Regions from separate parts of the Mus musculus genome. Here region 1 is linked to region 2. Evidence: chromatin contacts called from public HiCAR-type data. All regions are on one chromosome and are shown on one strand. The core of a region is the stretch at or near the end of the contact, and the rest is flanking DNA. Distances in the headings are between cores, read along the strand shown.

Region 1 (2,709 bases), core at 82-2,581, 600 kb after region 2:
GTGGTGGTGTGTATAACAATGGATACACTGAAAGTCTTTGGATTGTGTACTTTGACATACTGAAACACACAAAGACAAGCAAAACATCAAAGGCATGTTTCTTCTGAGCTTGAGAGGTCAATGCTAAGTGAAACCATTATCCTGAGAAGCCTTAAAAAACCATAGAGGGAGGAAAAAATAGGTTATACTAAAGTTTTGGCCCCAGTCAGTAACTTTTAAAATAGTCTCCCCGAGTAAAAGCATTCTAGAAAAGTCAGGGCCAGGATGGGGTGAGAGGTGTTCCCCACTGGAGGAGTTACCCAAGAACTGTACTTACACATAACAGGACACCCTTCAGCAATGAAGAGCCAATACCCAACAACTCAGATGGGCCAACACCAGCAACCCAGACAAATGTCGGATACATTGTGCTGAGTGAAGGGAACCAGACGGTACAAACACCTGATTCCTTGGGTAGGAAGACCCAGGAAAGGCAGCTGGAAGGGAAGGTCACCAGCTTAGAAGGGCGCGGGGAGTCTGGGGTGGGGGGAGGGGCTGATTATAGAGAAGGGATAGAACTTTTTGAATCGATGGGAATTTTATGCCTAGATTTTTGTGGCTTTTGAAAACTAAATAATAAAAATAGTGAACTGATCTGTTTGCCAATGGAAAACTAAAACATCCGGGGAAAGGACACGAAGAGCATACGTAGATGTTCCCGTGGAAGATGTCTGCTCAAGGAATGGGGCTGTGGCATCAACACTCTGACCCTCAGGTGACTCACGGGCCACAGGGACTTCCCCAATGCTTAAGCGATCTAAGCTTGTCAACCTCCAAAGCCAAGACTGGGCATGGGTCTTACAGCTGCTATCTTTACCTTCCTCTCTCTTTCTTCCCCGACCCCCTCATCCTTGTGTGCTCCGGCACCTCCCTACTTGTTAAGGGCTCTGGGCTCTCCCTGTGCTAGATCGAGTCTTGAGCAGAGCGGGACCTTCTTTACCTTAGCCGGCTCCTTGGTATGCTTACTTTCCCACTGTTAAGCCTGATGTGAGCTAGGCCCCGCAATCCCACATTTCTGATTCATAACCTTCCCAAAGAGACTCAGCCCAGAGCAGGCATGTTCTGTGGCTGTCAAAATTGCCATTTGTCCATTTAGAGTGGAAAGGTAGATTTCCTACACGGCTCTGGGACAATCGCAGGTTCCCCTCCTTCATGGGCCAGCCTTTGGAAATCACACCAGCTCTCTGGCCCGGCGGTCTTCTGGTCCTCGGCTTCTTTGCTGCTCTCCTCCTCTCCTCTGTGGCCCTCATTTGTCATCTCCCTTAGCACACAGGCCTTATTGTCTGTGCTCCATGGTGACTCAGGGCTAGCGTCTGTTACTGGGCTAATTAATGGCCTGGCCACGTGCACGGAAGGTTTTTCCAGGGAGGGACATGCCAGCTCTTTCTGGTGCTCTGGGCTCCAGGCTGCAGCACCCCAGCCCTGGCTGCACGTGGGAAGTCGGCCTGGGCCTTCTTCCTGCTTCAGCTCTTTCTCCTTGCTTCTCCGGGAGCAGGGAAACAATTTCCTCTTTTCATAGCAACTCAGTGGCAGGCAGATTAATGAACCTGAGCCCAGCACCGAGGCCCCAGCGTGCCAAGAATGTCTGCGGTGCATTCAGGGGTCCCAGTGGCAGGCTGCAGGAGGGACAATCGGTGACAACAAAAGACACAGGGCTGCGCAGTCAAGTTCCCAGCAGCGGCTGCTGCTGCTCCTTCCGACCCCAAGTTCCACTGCGGAAATGATCCTTCACCTCCCGCTCCTCCGGAGCCCAGTATATGGCACTCCACACTCAGAGAGCCTCAGCTTCCCAGGCGCTAGCTCTCAGGCTTCACTTCACTGTTGGGAGCAGAAAGCCAGTCCAGCCATATCCATTGGCCATGCTGTAAACACCCTGCCTATGGTGTGCCCCAGTAAGGTCTTGGGTGGAGCTGTGATGGATGGAAGGACAGCTGCTGAGGCCCACTTGTAACAGGCATGCTGCTGGTGAGCAGCTGCCATATGCTCTGTTGTAAGACTGTGAGGCCCAGACGTGAGCCAGTTGGGTGGTTTTAGGTGTGTCCCTGTCCAGGTCCTGGTCCCGGTCCCGTCCCCCGTCCCCCTCCCCTGCCCCGTCCCCCATCTCCCTCCCCTCCCCCTCCCCTGCCTCTCCCTCTCTGTCCCTCTCTCCCTCTCTGTCCCACTCTCCCTCTCCATCCCCTTCTCCCTCTCCTTCCACCTCTTCCTTCCCCCTCTCTCTCCCTTCCCCCTCCCCCTTTCTCTTCCCCTCCAACCCCCCCCCCACCTCTCTCTCCTTCCTTTCCATGGTAGTTCTTTACAAACTGCAATACAGTACTTACTTCACTAAATGAGAAACAGACAGTCCTGTGTGGGCCTAGGAGAACTTTGCTTTGGAAACACAAAGCAAAAAATGAGCCCCCAGAAAAGGAGGTTTGCAAGCAGCCTCAAAACGAGGACAATGAAGTAGTCAATAACCACATTGGGCACCAGATGCTGCCTGTGCCCTGGACCACCCGATGCCCAACCCTACTTGCACTTGGGAGTTGGAAGTAAGGTGGCTCAGAATCAACAGACTTCAGGAACAGATGAGAAATGCCACAGCAAGCTCATCTGAACGCTTTTATAAGCTCCTTTAATACCCTCTACCCGTGCCCACATATATACACACATAGACAAATACACACAAAGACA
Region 2 (2,700 bases), core at 119-2,618:
GTCCTGCCTGCTCACCACAACCTCATTATTATTAATTATCATAGAGGATTTTGCTACTACTACCAAGCGTCTACCGTGGCTCCCTTGCCATGTCTGCTGTGCCTGGGCGTGTGCGTGTGTATGGTGCAGCAGCTCCCTTGCCTGTGCCAGCTTGCTCCCCTCCGTTCTTTCATACAACTCAGTAGTGATTGACAGTAGGGTGAGCTTCTCAGGCTGTGTACTAAGCACATCGTACAGCCAAGCACTTCTCCCTCGTGCTTCTGCATCAACCTGTGGGCTACGGCAGAGCCTCTGCCCTTTTCAGCAGGTGGGAACAGAGGTTCATAGGGGTCTGTAGCTCTTGTCTAGCAAGTTGGACTGACATCTTCACACTATACATTTATATAGAGAATTTTCTATAGGAGAAGGTTATACATAGAAAGAAATGTCTGTGCAGTAACAGTACAATTAATTCCATAGAGTTTTGAAAGAAAGTGACCATGATATATTGATATTGGATGAGTTTTGATAGCAGACTTACCCAAAATAGTCTAGAATGCTATCGTAGGCTGGTTCTTCATTTCAACCCACCAGTAATATTCCTAAGAGGGACTGCTTGACTCTTTCTTTTCATTATATGTGGGCCAGCTTATACAGAATATAGAACCTTGCTGCGAGCCAGGCCAGTGTTAAATAAGGGACACACACAGGAAAATGGGCGCCACAAAATGCTGACTCACACCTCTTAGCTTGTGTAAGTGGTGCCGCCAAAGTCCTCAGCGTGAATGGGCGAGGTACGTGGCTGCTCTGAGTCACAGTAACAGGACTTTGGCCATCAGCCCATTGGAACAGACATTCTGCTTACAAGGATGCCAGCCATAGAGCACTGGTGTGAAAGTTAAAAAGCCGTCTGCTTTGACTGAACTGAGCAGCATTGCAGCTTGGTACTTATGTTTGTGCCAGTTTGGCATCTGAACACTCTTCACAGGGGGGAAAAAAAAGATAACACTTTTGTCATTTTCGTGTGATTTGGCAAGGTGGAATATTCTTAAGGTGTAAATGTACTTCCTCCGTTTCCCAGAAAGGACCCCAGAGCTACCCACTGGGAATGATGCAGGGTTTTATATATGGTATCAGGCTTTTCACGGATGAGTGTGTGTGTGTGTGTGTGTGTGTGTGTGTGTGTGTGTGTGTGTGTGTGTGTGTTTGTTTTTTTGGGAGGGTCTGCTTTTTTTATCATGCCATGCCAGTTACTTTGGGACCATTAGCATATTGACTTCCTTTATGGGAACAGTTTTCTGAGGCTCAGACCAGGCTCATTGCACAGAGTGGGCACTGGGCACCGGCCGCAGACAGAGCTGAGCTGGAGGTCAGTACTCCAGCCTGCAGACTGCACACGGGCTTCCTGGGAGGCAGAGGTCAAGGATGTGGCCACAGGCCTGTGTGTCCATCAGCCCTGTTTGTGTACACTATATAAATGGTAATGTGCATAAACACCGCCCTCTCGCACTGCATAATTATATTGATTGCTGAAAAACAAAAACAAAAACAAAAAAAACCAGAAACACCAGAAACCGACCAAAATATCACAAGATGCTATTTCTAACACAACTTTGCTCTTTCTAGCTAAGTGTAGACACTTTTTTTTTTTTCCTTTAAAATTATGTGTTCTTGTTTCAAGCATTTGGATGATGCAAAACAGATTCTGTGGCAATGTTCTTTTTGCAGCCGGAAGTTATCCAGGTGAGCTCTGCGCCTCTCCCAGACTGATGCTTATTCCAGGTCTTTTCTGTTACTGGTGTGAACTTGTTTCATTTAAAAAAAAAAATCTAAAAAAAGTAAAATAAATTAAATAAAAAATAATTCAAATGACTTCTAAGGACAGCTAATTTTTGAAATTTGAGGGTTTTTTTTTTAAATGATTAGTCAAATTTAATAAGCATCAGTGAGCATTATTGTTTTTTTCTGCTTGGCTCCGAATGAAGCTGATTTCTAACAGAGACTTAGTGAGTTTTTCAGCCAAATAAAGTAAAGGCTCATTCTGAGATGTGTGCGACCCTTAATCCCAGCAGCCAAGGATGAAGTCCTCCTCAGTCTCCTACCCCAGCTTCCTCACACCCTGCTGGCCTTTGCTTCTCCCTTTGCTGCTCACCGAGCCCCCACCTCAGAGACAGCTCAGCAGTCAGACAGTCACATACAGCAAGGCTCCAGAGCCCGAAGCCGCAGCTCCCAGTCCCTCGCCTCCTGCACCCCCATTTCACACATCCTGCTATTACAGCACTTAGGTTCAGGGTAGCCACTGCTGATTTGTGTCGGCTAAAAATGGCCTGTGGTTTTTTAGGAGCAAACATCTTATTCTTCTACAGACGTTGACATTTGAGCTCAGAACCTCCACATCCATAACGTTAGCTTGTTTTTTCGTGGCTGTCTGGGGTAGTGCTCCCACTGTTTGTCTGTGACGTTCGCTCATAGGTGCTCAGGTTGGCAGCAGAGTGGCATCTGTGTTTGATGTGTTCTGACACTATTGGTGGAGTACTCACTGCTTTTCAAAGCAATAAAAATCAGTTGTCATGAGAATACTCAAATACAATTTAAGAGAAAGTTATTATTTTTCTAATTTGTGGTATCTTTATAACATATTTAAGTTTTTGTAGCTCTATAAATATTCCGATTAAACACTGGTTTCCCAAAATTCACCTAACAAGTTAAGACTTAGTATGC

Evidence for each region. HiCAR-type assays count read pairs that join an accessible place to other places.
Region 1: a contact with region 2 is called in a HiCAR-type map of astrocytes, with 2.9 times the contacts expected there. The contact joins two enhancer-like sites. A contact is called at or near these places in 6 of 484 Hi-C or Micro-C datasets (the N1E-115 cell line, bone marrow-derived macrophages, embryonic stem cells and 2 more), 1 of 115 datasets of contacts at active chromatin or transcription factors (astrocytes) and 1 of 9 other capture datasets (embryonic stem cells).

The regions. Positions count from the first base shown.
Region 1 is chr19:56,028,205-56,030,913 of GRCm38.p6, forward strand. No RefSeq gene overlaps it. Among named protein-coding and RNA genes, the nearest start is that of Gm4470, 48 kb to the right of the region's middle. Within about 2 kb of position 1,332, at least 117 of the 459 cell types and tissues checked have an H3K27ac peak or open chromatin away from gene starts, as enhancers often do. A contact at or near this core is called in the N1E-115 cell line, astrocytes, muscle stem cells and 1 more, where this site is marked.
Region 2 is chr19:55,423,348-55,426,047 of GRCm38.p6, forward strand. The region is part of intron 5 of Vti1a (vesicle transport through interaction with t-SNAREs 1A); the gene reads left to right. Among named protein-coding and RNA genes, the nearest start is that of Vti1a, 110 kb to the left of the region's middle. Within about 2 kb of position 1,369, at least 124 of the 459 cell types and tissues checked have an H3K27ac peak or open chromatin away from gene starts, as enhancers often do. A contact at or near this core is called in the N1E-115 cell line, astrocytes, muscle stem cells and 1 more, where this site is marked.